Linked DNA regions of Mus musculus: region 2 is linked to region 1. Evidence: chromatin contacts called from public HiCAR-type data. All regions are on one chromosome and are shown on one strand. Each heading gives the region's core, a stretch centred on a gene start, on an enhancer-like site or on the middle of the called end of the contact. The rest is flanking DNA. Distances are from core to core; before and after follow the strand shown. Region 1 has its middle 27 kb from the start of Gm46401. Region 2 overlaps Gm46401 (a long non-coding RNA gene).

Region 1 (6,583 bases), core at 2,953-5,452:
TTAGCCTTTCGCAGCATTTGGGAATCTACTACAGAACCAGTTCTGAACAAATCTTTCTGTTGTCAAAACTGACTTCAATGCCATTGGTGGTTGCCACAAACCCTGGTGAGGAGCCTGACCAGGTCCAGACTTCTTGTAACAGCACCAAGAATAATCAGAGCTACTTTTCTGGGAGATTATCTCTAACGTGTGTTTTATATGTTGCTTTGTACCTTACACTTAAATGACAGGTAACCATACAGTCTTCCCTCTGTGTAGGACAACAGCCTTATTTTTCTAAGATTGCTTATCGGAACTTGTACTGTCCAAGTTGACCCACCTTGCTGGTGAGATCCACCATCGTACATTGATTAGACATGTGAGTTCATTTTAGACACTGAACAAACCAGTTTAATAATGTAGCTCAATTTGGCAGAGGGCTTACCCAGCATGAATGGCAGCCTGACTTGGATGACCAGGACTGTGCACAACTGGGTATAGTGGTGCATGTCTGTAAGGTAGAGAGAAGATCAGAAATTCAGGATCATTCAGGGCCAGCATGGGCAACATCCGACCCTCCCTCAAAACTACAACAGCAGCAATAACGATCAATAGTTACTAGGACCAGATACTGTGAAAACAAATAGATGGTAGAAAGTGGACTAATGTGTAGCTAAGTTTGGAAAACACAAGTGGAGACCCCGCCTGTCTGTTTCCAGTCAGGAAATGTGAAGGATTATTACCAATTTCCAAATGTTTTTATAAGGCTGACTACTGACCTTATTGACCTCGTGCCATCCACTTCCTAGCAGAGATTACTAAAGATCAGTAGAGAAGATGCTAGCAAGATTTTGTGTAGTTGTCAATAATAAATCATTTCCCACATTTCAACAACAAAAGAAAAGAAACCAAGTTTGAAAGTTGTAAGATGAAAAATATTTTTCCTATTCCTATGTGAGAAACCCCTGAGAAGTTCATGGCTTTTGGCCATTTTATTACAATGACCTCATATTCTATCCATTAAGTGCAATCACAAATCACTCTTTAACATCACCTGAGAGTATAAGGGTTATTGATCACACCTGAGACTGAAGTCCTTTATGTTCAAATATCCCAATTCTCTTGAATTACATAAGACTATTATTCTATAGTTCAGGTATTTCCGTATCTACTATACCCAGGACCTTGCTGGACTGTAGCGTACTTGTTCTTTAAATGTGTCTACTTAAGTGTAGATGCTGTTCTTAGACCTACTTCCCAACCCAAGGAGTCCAGTCTGTGTAGGATGATTGAGAAAGAATGTGGTGATTCACTTCACCTCACACCCTACAATGGTCCATGAGTCAGAAGACGGGTACCTGGGTGTGGCCATCCACTGAGCCTCAGTACTTCCAATGCTCATTATTTCTGTTCTGGGAAAATCAGTGAAGCTCCAGCAATGACAGCCTGACAGGATTCCCTGGGCTTGAGCTTCTGTTCTGAGGTATGTGTACGAGACACCACACCTTTCTTCCTCAAAAAGGAAGAACCCTGCTGACAAGGATGATCGATATGCAAGGAGTGTCCTTCTAAATATATATTGTTGGGTAATGTCTTATCTCGTAGGAGGCAGAATGGATAGACAAAGTGATTTGGGGATGGAGACCTGTGTTCTAATTGATACGTCACCAGCCACTCTTGGCCTATTTGTATTCTTAATGAAATATATAAGAATAGAAAAATTCTTTCACCCCAAAATATTATTGAGATTATATGATATATGTACTCAGCAAATATTAATTCTCTCTCCTTTATTGTTTACAGAATATAATTGTTCTAGAGGAAATCAAAGAATTATTCAGGGAAAAAGAATGCTCTGGGTGGTAGTAACTAGACAGAGTGAAACATTACTAGAAAGTGTCGCTCACTGTCCTCCTGCTGCAGGGTCTGTTTAGTGTGTTGGAATCTTGAGCCCCGTGAGTGACAAGCATGGAAGTGACAACTCTTTCACATCGGTTCTGCAGATGAGCATCAGGGAGATTAATTTATTCCTGGAATAATTTGTTTGAGAGGTGGTTTGATCCTGGTGTTCGCTGCTCTTGCCAATGTGATTTTTATCTCGTACTTAATTCAACTATGGAGCTGTTACGGTTTTTATTTCCCAGAGAGTTTGGGACTTGCTCAAACATTCTCAGGCCTCAATCCAGCCTATTGCTCTGCCTGTTTCTGCTAAGACAAGTACAAGCTTGCCTTCCAATGACCTCCAATCAAAACCAATCAAATCTGCAAAGTTAATTGTAGTATTGCCTAAGCACTCAGAAGCCCAATAAATAATGAATGCTTATTAAACCATATTGACATGATAAATATTTTTACACGGTGTGTTTATTCAAGAGGTCTTGAAGAAAAAAAAAAAAACAGTCTCTTAGAGAACGACATTGTTTTTCTACCACCTGAGTGGAGCGAAAGCTGTGATTAAGGATCTATAAGTTTTATTTGCAGACTTTCAGTTCTGCCCTAACTTGGTTGAAACCATGGGTTCCGTCTTTCATTTCCTGAAACAAGTTTATTGCTGAGTCCAGCCTCTGGGCATTTGTATACAGCCCTGATGACCAACCGCTGCTCTAAGACCATCAAGGTCCCCCCAGTGTCTTCCATCAGGGGCATTTGGGGGGCAACCATGTCTTGATGGAGGTCTTCAGTTCGTTAGGGAGCTCTTGTGGAGGGAGGAGGGAGGGCTGTGTTAGTGGTGTGTGCAGTCTCTCCCACACCCTCACGCATAACCAGAGGTCTGAGAGCAAATGAGGAAGGAGTAAATGCAAGAGGTTGTCATTTCAGTTGTACATGGATCTGTGGCTGAACCACGAACTGACCAAGAAAGGCTCAGGAGAAGTGGAAAGTCATCAGATGTTTCCAGTTCAGATGAAACGCTGGAGGCAAAGGAAACTAAAAGAAATAGGGAGAGAGGGGCGGGGGAGATGGAAAGAAGAAAGGAAGAAGAAGGAAGGAGGGAAAGAGGAAGAAACTGAAGAAGAAGGAAAGAAGGAAGGAGGGAGGGAGGAAGGGAGGAAGAGGGAATGAGGAAGGAAGGATGAAGGGAGGAAGTGGGGAGGAAGAAAGGAAAAAAGGAAAGGCAGAAGGAAACGAAATGGGGAGTATGCATCTCTGCTCCTTTGAAAGAAGAGATTGCCCTTCACTGGCCTCAGGTTGTCTAACTCATAGGGCCAAATAAGTGGTTTGAAAAAGCAATACTGGCTTGAGCCCCAAACTGTGTTTGGGGAAGTGTGATGTTCACTCAGAATGAAGATGTTGAAGGAGACCAACTTCTCTTTCTCCTCTGCAGTTTGTGTCATCAGTTTCCAAGGATCTTTACCAGAACCACAGATCATTTGATCATATCCAACTAGACATTCAGAACTGTCTGGATCATATTTAGAAATCAAAAATGTAAAAAATCTTTTTAAAAAATTTGCTCAATTGAGCAAACGTGGAGAGTAACCAAGAATGCAGTGTCTCTGATCAAATAGCCTTTGATGCTGTAACCTGAAACTGGTCTGTTGCTGCATCTTGAGGTCTAGGTCTCCTCCCAAGAAAAGTGCCTGCTAGAAAACGGGAAGAGGCAGGAAGTGCTCCTGCACTCATTCTTGTATGTCTTCAGATGCGTGGAACGTGATATATACAAACTCCTTAGCTCCAGAAACACTGGAGAGCTTGGGGCAACGTGAAGGCAGGGAGAACTTTCTATATATTTCTAAATCAGACCTGAACCTAAACTTCCTGTCACTAGGAGCCAGCTCAAGTACCATGACCATAATTCAACATTTCATTTTCGAATGCTTTCCTTAGTCAGTGGACTTTCACTACTCTCCCTTTATCCTCTAGTATCTCTTAGTCCTACATTTCCCTGTCAAGAGTCTCTCCTATATTCTTCTATATGCAGGCTCTAAAGCCTACAGATTCAAATAGCCTTTAGTCCACTTGGCCACTCTTTTGAAACTATCCATTTAGCTCTGTCATGGGAGGGTTATGAGAGAAAACTTTGGCATAGCGTTTACTCTTGTGCAACTAATATGCAGACGTTGTTTTGTGCTGGACTCAGTAGGTAGAGTGCTGACATAGCAGACCACAGGCTCGGGATTGAATCTCTAGTACCACCTTAAACCAAGGTCATGTTCACCAGCCTGTAGACCCAGGACTCCAAGGAAGAAAGCAAGAAAATTAAAGAGTTCCAGGTCACCACAATCCTCAGCCCCACGTCACCCAGTTCGTGGGCAACCTGAGCTATCAGAGATCTTCTCTCTAAACAACAATGACTTTGCTAAATAAGCTATTTTCTATGCTCCCTCTCCCCCTCTGTTTTCTTTTCTTCCCTACATCTCTTCAATGTTTGCATCTTTCCATCTCACTTACTTCCCTTATATATTAGAAACTTCAGATTGCTCGAATATGACACCCTATTTTGAACTGCCATCTGAGGAAGGATGGCACACACAGGCTGCTATGAGAGGTCTGTTGAGTCATTTTGTTCTCTGTGGTTCTGAGAAGTCTAAGCATGGTGGGAGGGCTGTTAGCACTCTCCTTCTTAGAATCACCCTTTTCTACTAATGATGACAAACGACACTTTCATGAACAGTGCTGGAGTAGGCCCTTTATTTCAAAAGCTAATTTGCTGTTGCCATGGTGAAGACACACACACACACATACAACAACAACAACAACAACAACAACAACAACAAAAAACAAACCAAACAACGAAACAAAGCAAACTAAAAAAGAAGATTGGTAGGGACAGACAAAAACAAAAAACAAAACAAAATGGTTCGTTTTGTTTTGTTTTTGATGCTGCTTAGCAATCTTGAGCAGTCATTATTGATACTTTGTGGGTCTGGGAGAAAGCTCATTTTGTAAAGTGCTTGCCTCATGAGTGTGAAGACAAGGTTTGATTTCTAGAACTTACATAAAAAGCAAATAGTGGGTGTCTATTGCCTTAAAGCTGAAGGGGGTTTGCTTTTGATATAATTGTCTCTGACATGAAAGACACACAGAGACCCACTAGGACCCTTTCACTCTTCAGCATCCTTTCCTAGTTTCTCCCTTATGGAGCCTTAGTGAAGGTCAATTGTTCCTCTAGGAGAGAGAATACAGGTGCAGATGTAAGCTTAACTCATTGAAGGGTCAACTAGGCGACTGCTGTTCTGTTGCAAAGCTGCATGCACATGGTCCAATGCAGCCAGAGGAAATAGGAGACGAGAAAGCCTGGTGCTGCAGCTCTTGTTTTTGGATTTTGTTTATGTGTTTTTGTTTTGTTTTGCTTTTTTTTCCTGCCTAGAAAACACAAAGTTCCTCGTTTTTCATCTCCCTTCATATATTTATTGGATTTTTCACATTATTGCATTTGCTTAAAGTTCCAGAGAATAAACATAATAACACCATTGATTGAAATAATTAAAATAGATAGCTTCAATAACAGCAGAACCAAACAGCGATGAAGCAGCTGACTTTTCTTTTATCATTCTCTTGGGAGACTAGGTTTTCAAAAGCCAGTATATTCTGCTATTGGAAATGACAATGTCACAAGGTACAAAGCTCTGTGGGCAGAGGCAGGACCTGCCTTGTTCTTCAGAGATCCAAGCACCTGGAAAAGACTCCACAGTGGTCCTTCATTTGTGACAGGAAGTCTTCTCCTTCTGGGAGATCATTCTGTGAGTTTAATTACATCCTACAGGTCCTTCCACAGTCTCGGTGTTTGCCTATTAGTAAGTGAATTAGCTTCAGACATTCATGCATGATGAATAATAGAGAATTCTATTTTCCTTTTAGGGAAACTACACTTCCCGAGAAAAATCTTTAAAATACATCACTTGATTAACCAAGCAAGAACATTAACACATAAGGGGAAAATCAAAATAGAAGGATATGCCCTGTCCCCAGTGGAAAGGGCCTCTCTCTCTAGGCCCTTCTAAGACATGGGGCTGTGAATCCTGGAAGAAGAACTTCAAAGTAGGGTCCTCCTTACGGAAATGGTGACGTCTGCAAATAGGCAGCAATTTCACAGAAGGCCATTCCTTTGTCTAGCTGATTTCTGGTTAATTTGAGTTTCCTTCTTATGTGTATGAGTGTGTCTCTGTATGTATCTCTGGGGCATGTAGTTGTATTGGTGTGTGTTTGTGTGTGAGTGTGTGTGTGTGCACATGTGCACAAATGTGTAAGCTGTCTGGCACTTGAGCATCATTCCTCAGACACCACGGAAAAAGTTGTCATACTGAACTAGAACTTCTCCAAGTAGAGTAGGCTGGCTGGCCAGGTAGCCCAGGCAGATCTCTCTATCTGCACTCTCCCACCATCTCTGTCTGCTTTATATGGATGCTAAGGATCAAACTTGGGGCCTTACATTAGTAAGGCAAGCCCTTCAGAGCCAGAGCTACCTAACTAGTCCCTAGTCTTTTCTCTTCAGTAAGGATTTCTCCTCTACTCCCACTGGGTCCCATTGTGTTGCATGATTTAACATTTATTCTAGATGTGCCTTCATCCAGCCTTTATCTGTTATTGTCCTGGTGGTATCCACTTGTGAGCTAGGAAGAAACATTTTTCCCTTTCATACCTTTTCCCTTCAAAGACAGTCCTG
Region 2 (6,684 bases), core at 281-2,780, 90 kb after region 1:
ACTGTCGGGACTCTTTCTCCCTTTCTTTGCAAGGCAATGCCTCCCTAATTACAGTTTTCCTAAAAAATTTTCCACACATTTAGATCCTTTCTCTATAAAGGATGCAAATGGAAACCACCTTGTGATTTTCCTGCTCATTGTCATTCTGACATTCTAAAGTGGAGAAGGCATAAAAATCAGAGGACAGCAATTAACAGAAGCCTGCAGCTTGCAGCCTCTCTCTCATCCTTAATGGCATTTCCCCAGAAAGGGGGCGGGTCAGTGGCCTGTGGTTTCATCAAGAGTCCAGGGAATAGCATAAACACTTTAGCCTGCTCATGCTAAAATCTGCAGAATCAGTTGTGTTTATCATAGAAAAGTTTTGTGATGTATTTTACCATTAAAAAAGTAAACAGTAAAAATGAGTGTAGCTTTGTGCAGTGTCCCCCCTCAGTCTTTATATTATGCTGATGGGGAAGGATAGTCAAGCTGTTCTCTGGGAATATAGGGCCTTCAGGACTATGCATAGAAAGTTAAAGTTTATCTAGGGGTTGTCAATATAGCTCAGTTGGTAGAGTGCTTGCCTACCATGCATGAAGTCCTGAGTCTGATGGCCAAGCCACATAAAATTAGACACAGTTATACAGTTGTATATATATGGGATCCCAGTATTTAGGAGGTAGAAGCAGAGGGTTCAGAAATTCAAGGTAATTGAGGCAAGTCCAGGTTACATGAGACCCTGCCTCAAACACACACACACACACACACACACACACACACACACACAAAGGTGAGAGAGACAGAGACAGAGACAGAGACACAGAGAGAGATTCACACAAATTAGAGTTCCAATTCAGGATATCAAGCCAGGAAGCAGGCAGGTTGAAAAACAGTTGTATCCTTGACCATTATCATGGCTTTAACATGTTAACACAGGATGCATCATGGTACAGCAAAGGTACAATTGATGATGGTAGTGGGATAGACTTAAGAATTAACTCAAAATTCTAGACAATCAAATTGAAAACTGTGGTCATCACCTAGGAGGTGTGATTACTTCAAAGGAGCTGTTGAATGATTTCTAAACTCTATTGCTAAGGTCCCCAGCGTTTCCAGAATTGAGTCGTTGCACTACTAATACTTCCTGCCCATGTCAAATCACTACTCTAGCACTGCAGGCTGGAGAAGAAAAGTGGAGATGTCGCTTAATCATAGAAGTCTGATGACCCAGATTATGTGGAAAAAAAGTTTCAGTATTTCCTTAATATTGTCCTAAATGCACAGATGGGGTTGCGATTATAAAATCTTTTATACTTTCACATTGTCCCCACTATAATTAAGATGAGTTTATATGATGAGACATGGAATGGTTATGGCCATGGTTCTGAGTCCATGGGGCATTCACTGATATTTCCAGGTGCTATCTCCCATGACAACGAAGTACATCAGGGGTACATGTAGATAGCAATAGAAGTAAAGACAGCTCATTAAGAAACAGAAGACACTGTGAGGATGGGGGTGGGCTAGTGAGCTAGAAAGCCTATGCTCAAAAGCACTGGGCCAGGAGTCTCAGGGCTCTGTGAAGTCATTTACAGAACACTAGCCTTCTTTGACATTTCTATACATGGCCTTTTCTCCCACATCCTCTTATTTCTTGTAGGCAGGTGGGGACCAGTTTCCAGCCCTCTGCTGAATGGGTTCTTTCATATGTTAATCCTGCTGATGCTCTCTCCCATGACAGAATGGCTAATCATAGATTATTACTGATGTGTAGCTATTGCCTCAGAGTTTGACCATGCCACCATGCCAGGCAGTTACTCACGGCTCAATATGTTCTAAAGAGAAGGGAAACTTCCCATCCACTAGGAAGTTTCTTAAGGTCAGGAAGCCTCAGAAACCAACCATACACACTAGGGACCTCCCTCTCCAACCGTATCTAACCAGTAAGGACTCCCGAGAGTTTCTTCTATACTAGCTTAGCTGTATACATGAGGCTCAGATCAACTTGGCAAAGAAACTGACTGTAACTTCTTCAAGTGCTGCAGTAAGTTCATGCTTTTGACATTTCTTGAGTTGTCACCCATGCTGGGGTAAGCTTTTGCTGACACAGCTGCCCTTGAATATTTTCCACTCCTATAAGGAACTCCTTACCCACATTCCCTGTAAATAACCCCAGTAAAACTCATTGGTTCATCATCATTGGTTTTAGTGGGATCTTTACTTTGGTGTTTTGTTGGTTAGCAGATTTTTATATACATCTCTTAGACACAATTTTACCCAATACTGTACTTATTTATTTATAAATTCACTAAAAAATAGAATTTGACATAGGGCCAATATGTTGTCCTGGTTCTGTGAAACTTACTTTTTGAAATAAAGTATTTGGACTCCCACACATGGTACACACTATGTGTGAGATCCAGTTCATGTGCCATGTACCTACCTGGGTATGCAGCTTAATAATTTGAAATCTGTGACAGGAAAGGTCCTGGTGAGATCCATCACAAAGCATGATAGTTCCATACCACATACAGTTTTGACACCAGAGGCAAGGCCTTGAGAAGTTATATTTTTGGTATGCCTGTTCTTTTGTGCACAGCAACATAATCTCTCCACTTGTAGAGGAAGCTACCTGCCGACTGTGCACACCCATGTCAATATTGTGCTAATGCATTTTTGTGGCATTAAATCTGCAAAGCATGATTGAACAAATCAGACTTGTCTAAAAGCATTTATATAACTTAAATTTCTAATATTGAGAATGAAGCAAAGAAAAACTATATAGTATAGAAAATTACAAAAATTAATGCTAACAGCTTTTAACAGTAGAACAAAAACCTACAAAAAAGGTCAAAAGACAGAAGACCAAAGTGTGGACACTTCAATCCTTCTTAGAAGGGGGAATAAACTACCCATGGGATGAGTTACAAAGACAAAATGTGGAGCTGAGACTGAAGGAAGACTGCCCCACCTGGGATCCATCCCATAAACAACAACCAAATTCAGACACTATGGCAGATGCCAACAAGAGCTTGGTGACAGAAGCCTGATATAGCTGTCTCCTGTGAGGCTCTGCCAGTGCCTGGCAAATACAGAAGTCAATGCTCACAGTCATCTATTGGATGGAACACAGGATCCCCAATATAGGAGCTAGAAAAAGTACCCAAGGAGCTGAAGAGGTCTGCAGCCCTATAGGAGGAACAACAATATGAAATAACCAGTACCCCCAGAGCTCCCTGGGAATAAACCACCAATCAAAGAAAACACATGGTGGGACTCATGTCTCTAGCTGCATATGTAACAGAAGATGGCCTAGTTGGCCATCAATGGGAGGAGAGGCCCTTGGTCTTGCAAAGATTCTATGCCCCAGTATAGGGGAATGTCAGGGCCAGGAAGTGGGGAATGGGTGGGTTGGGGGACAGGGAGAGGAAGGGTATAGGGGATTTTCAGAGAGGAAACTACGAAAGGAGATAGCATTTGAAATATAAATGAAGAAAATATCTAATAAAAATATGAAAAAAAAAAGAGGCCATAGGGCCTACAGGATGGCCCAGTTAGTTAAGGCATTTTCTATCAAGACTGACAACCTGGGTTCAATACCTGGAACAGTAGAAGAAGAATTTGGAAAATTGTTCTCTGACCTCTACATAGGTGTTGCAGCACGTGCATACCCATTGTTACCTCAACCCACCCTCAAAAAACTAAGTCAATGTCATTTTTTTTGAAGAGAGAATGAAGGTTTTTTTAAAAGTTTGTTATATGAGATAATGTTTATATTGATAAGGTGTGGTTAACTGCACAGATCATAGCTATTTGATTGTTATAAATACCAACTGTATTTTACAGCCCTGGATTCTTATGAATAGTTGATTATTTTAGGGGTGGATCTACTATCTTCATAATCATGTGACACTCATTTTTTGGAATTTCTCCATGATTTGGTATATTCCAACAGAAATATTTGCTATTAAATTTTTCTACAATTTTTATCACACTACTGTGCTGTTTTGCTGTGTAGAAAGGCATCCCCACACACAATAATGACAGAATACAAATTTGGTAGAAATGATAAAGAAACTGAACAACACACTATTATATAAAAGGCTTGTCTCGCCAGACACATATTGGTTTTGAAATCACTCAGTAATTCAATTGGGTTCTTGAAGTAAATCATGTTTTGTGCCATTAAAATCTTCTGAAATTTCATCAGTTGGAAGAAACACCATAAATTTAAAAACTGAAGTTCCCACTATTGCCTTATTGAGTAGCCAATTATGAGCATCCAAATTTTTATTAAATATATTGGTATGGATAGGAATAATAATGTCATCATTTCTTAATGCTGACATCTAAAGGTCTAGATTATATCTAAAGTCCACAGTTCTTATTATGATACAAGAATTCAATTCAAATCTATTTTCTTCTGTAAAAAGCAACTAAATTTTTAGTTAATGTTGATAAAAATGTCTCAGTAGGCTTCTAGGTATTCATTCCAGTGAGCATGATGCAGCCATCTTAGAGACATCAAGAAACACACGTGCAAATTCAGCTTTATATAACTGAATCCATTTTGAATTGTAACTGCTAAGAGTGTTCTTGAGTCCCACAGGTCAGGTTTCCTAATATAGTTTCCACAAATGCTATAAATAAACCATTGGAATGACATGCAGAGATTTATAACTAGATTCTGATACCACTAGCTCCTGAAATGTGGCTGAATTCTTTGATATTCGCTTGATATCATCCAGAAGCATCCCGATTTATAGCGTTACTTCACTCTGATCACGGTATAAGTCCATTTTTCTGGTCCATGCAACAGAGATCAATTGGTTCTGCTGCTTTCTAGGGCTGCACTTCAGTTAACAAATCCCCGATATAATCCAGTTCTTGCGATCCTGAATTTGTCTGTGCCTCAGAGCTGGCCCCCAAACACTGGGGTTGACTTGTTCTGAAACAGCATCGTTATCCTTTTCTTAGAATTGAGCTTTTTACTCATCTGTAGCTTTTTCCTCTCAGTGGGAATTGTGGTTCTGAAGATTTGGACTTTTGAAAGTTCAGCCTTTGGGTGTTTGATCTTTGGGGAATTTTGAGAAGAGATTGTGACTTTCAGAATCCTAGAGTTGAGAAGTATTTAACCTTCTAGGAGTTTTCTTTTAAAAATTGAATATAGAAGGAAATTGAGGATTGTATGTTTCAGGATTGTGACCCGCACTGGGACATTGGAAGGCGGTTGATGCGTAAGAACCGAGTCCCATAAGTGGGAATAATATCCTTGAAAGGGAACACAGACTGTGCTTGGTTTGCTCTGCCATATGATGGTTCAAGAAGACAATTGTCACCTGCAAACCATGAGTGACCTCAGCAGATATCCCATGTTGCTTTCTAGAACTGTGAGAAATGAATTTATTTTCTTTATACATCATGCAGGCTAAGATATTTTGTTATAACAGCCTGGATGGACTAAGGCAGAGCTCGGGAGTTTTCAAACATGATGAAATCTTAGCACTTATTTTATGTTATGGGGCATTCTGCAGGACTTATGATAGCTGAGAGATATGCTTAAAGTGTTACTGTAGTAAGTTCTGATAGTGATGACAATTAGGTTGTGGAGAAGGATCAAGGGATGTGAAATCATAAAGAACTCAGGTAGATATTCTGAAGGAAGAGGATAGAAGATTATGGCTAGCATCCAGTACATGCAATGTGGATGAATAACTAAGAGATAACAGCAATCAATTTTTAGTAGGTAAGCTAAATACTTAAGAGGTGAGACAAACATGTTTTATTTTACACTCTATACACTTTTCTCTCCTTGCCAGTCTCTCCCGAGTTCCCTGCACAAGTGTGATTGTGTGTCTGTGCGGGTGCTTGCATGCTGTAGCACACGTGTGGAGTTAGAGGATGACCTTGGGTATTGGTTTTTGCTTCTGCTTTGTTTCAGACAGTCACTTTTTTCTGTTTGCTACTGCATGCAGTGGGCTCCCTGGCACACGAACTAGGCATTCTCTTACCTTGGCTTACAATCTCAGAGTACGGGCTTTAGAGGATTCCAAAGTCAAGCTACCATGTCAAGCTTCGCTTGAGTATTGGGGATATGAACAGGGGTCCTCATGCTTTGACAGCAGGTGCGCTAGCCACTGAGCTATCACCTCAGCTCATCAACAGGTGTGAGATCTGGAGGAAGGATGTAAAAGATGTAAAAAATAGTAAGGATGGTAGTGAAGGTATAGTTGAAAATAGGAAACACTTTCCAGTAATTGTTCATACAACCTAACTGCTCATAATTTTTTTGTTTTGTCCTTGTCCAATTAATTGTACCATAATCTGATCTAAAAGGCCTACAGAGTAAACAATTTTAGCAAACATAAAGGTGGCCAGAAGTGGTTCAGAGCTTAAGGGGCTACATTCCTTTCACTTTGTACAGCTGTGACTCCAGACGGTCCTAGAAGTTTAAGTTCAAGTCTTTCCTCAGAACCCAGGGTCAACCAAATTGGAACCCTGCATACCTGGAACCACAGTTTTGAGTTAGTCATACGGTAGTTTGAATGAGATATTCCCCATGGTTTTGGGCATTTGAATCCTTAGTCCCCAATCGGTAGCTCTTTTTGGAGAGGCTTGAGAAGTGTGACCTAGCTGAAGAAAGTGCACCATTGGCACTGAGTTTGGAGGTTTCAAAAGTCACATTTTATTGATTCCCAGTCTGCT

Evidence for each region. HiCAR-type assays count read pairs that join an accessible place to other places.
Region 2: a HiCAR-type map of Th17 cells shows a contact between it and region 1, with 2.5 times the contacts expected there. The contact joins two enhancer-like sites. A contact is called at or near these places in 1 of 15 datasets of contacts at CTCF or cohesin (CD8 T cells), 3 of 484 Hi-C or Micro-C datasets (Th1 cells, liver and macrophages) and 2 of 115 datasets of contacts at active chromatin or transcription factors (CD8 T cells and Th17 cells).

What each region holds. Positions count from the first base shown.
Region 1 is chr13:5,885,714-5,892,296 of GRCm38.p6, forward strand. No RefSeq gene overlaps it. Among named protein-coding and RNA genes, the nearest start is that of Gm46401, 27 kb to the right of the region's middle. Within about 2 kb of position 4,203, at least 82 of the 459 cell types and tissues checked have an H3K27ac peak or open chromatin away from gene starts, as enhancers often do. A contact at or near this core is called in Th17 cells, where this site is marked.
Region 2 is chr13:5,978,586-5,985,269 of GRCm38.p6, forward strand. The region is part of intron 3 of Gm46401 (a long non-coding RNA gene); the gene reads left to right. Among named protein-coding and RNA genes, the nearest start is that of Gm46401, 66 kb to the left of the region's middle. Within about 2 kb of position 1,531, at least 8 of the 459 cell types and tissues checked have an H3K27ac peak or open chromatin away from gene starts, as enhancers often do. A contact at or near this core is called in Th17 cells, where this site is marked.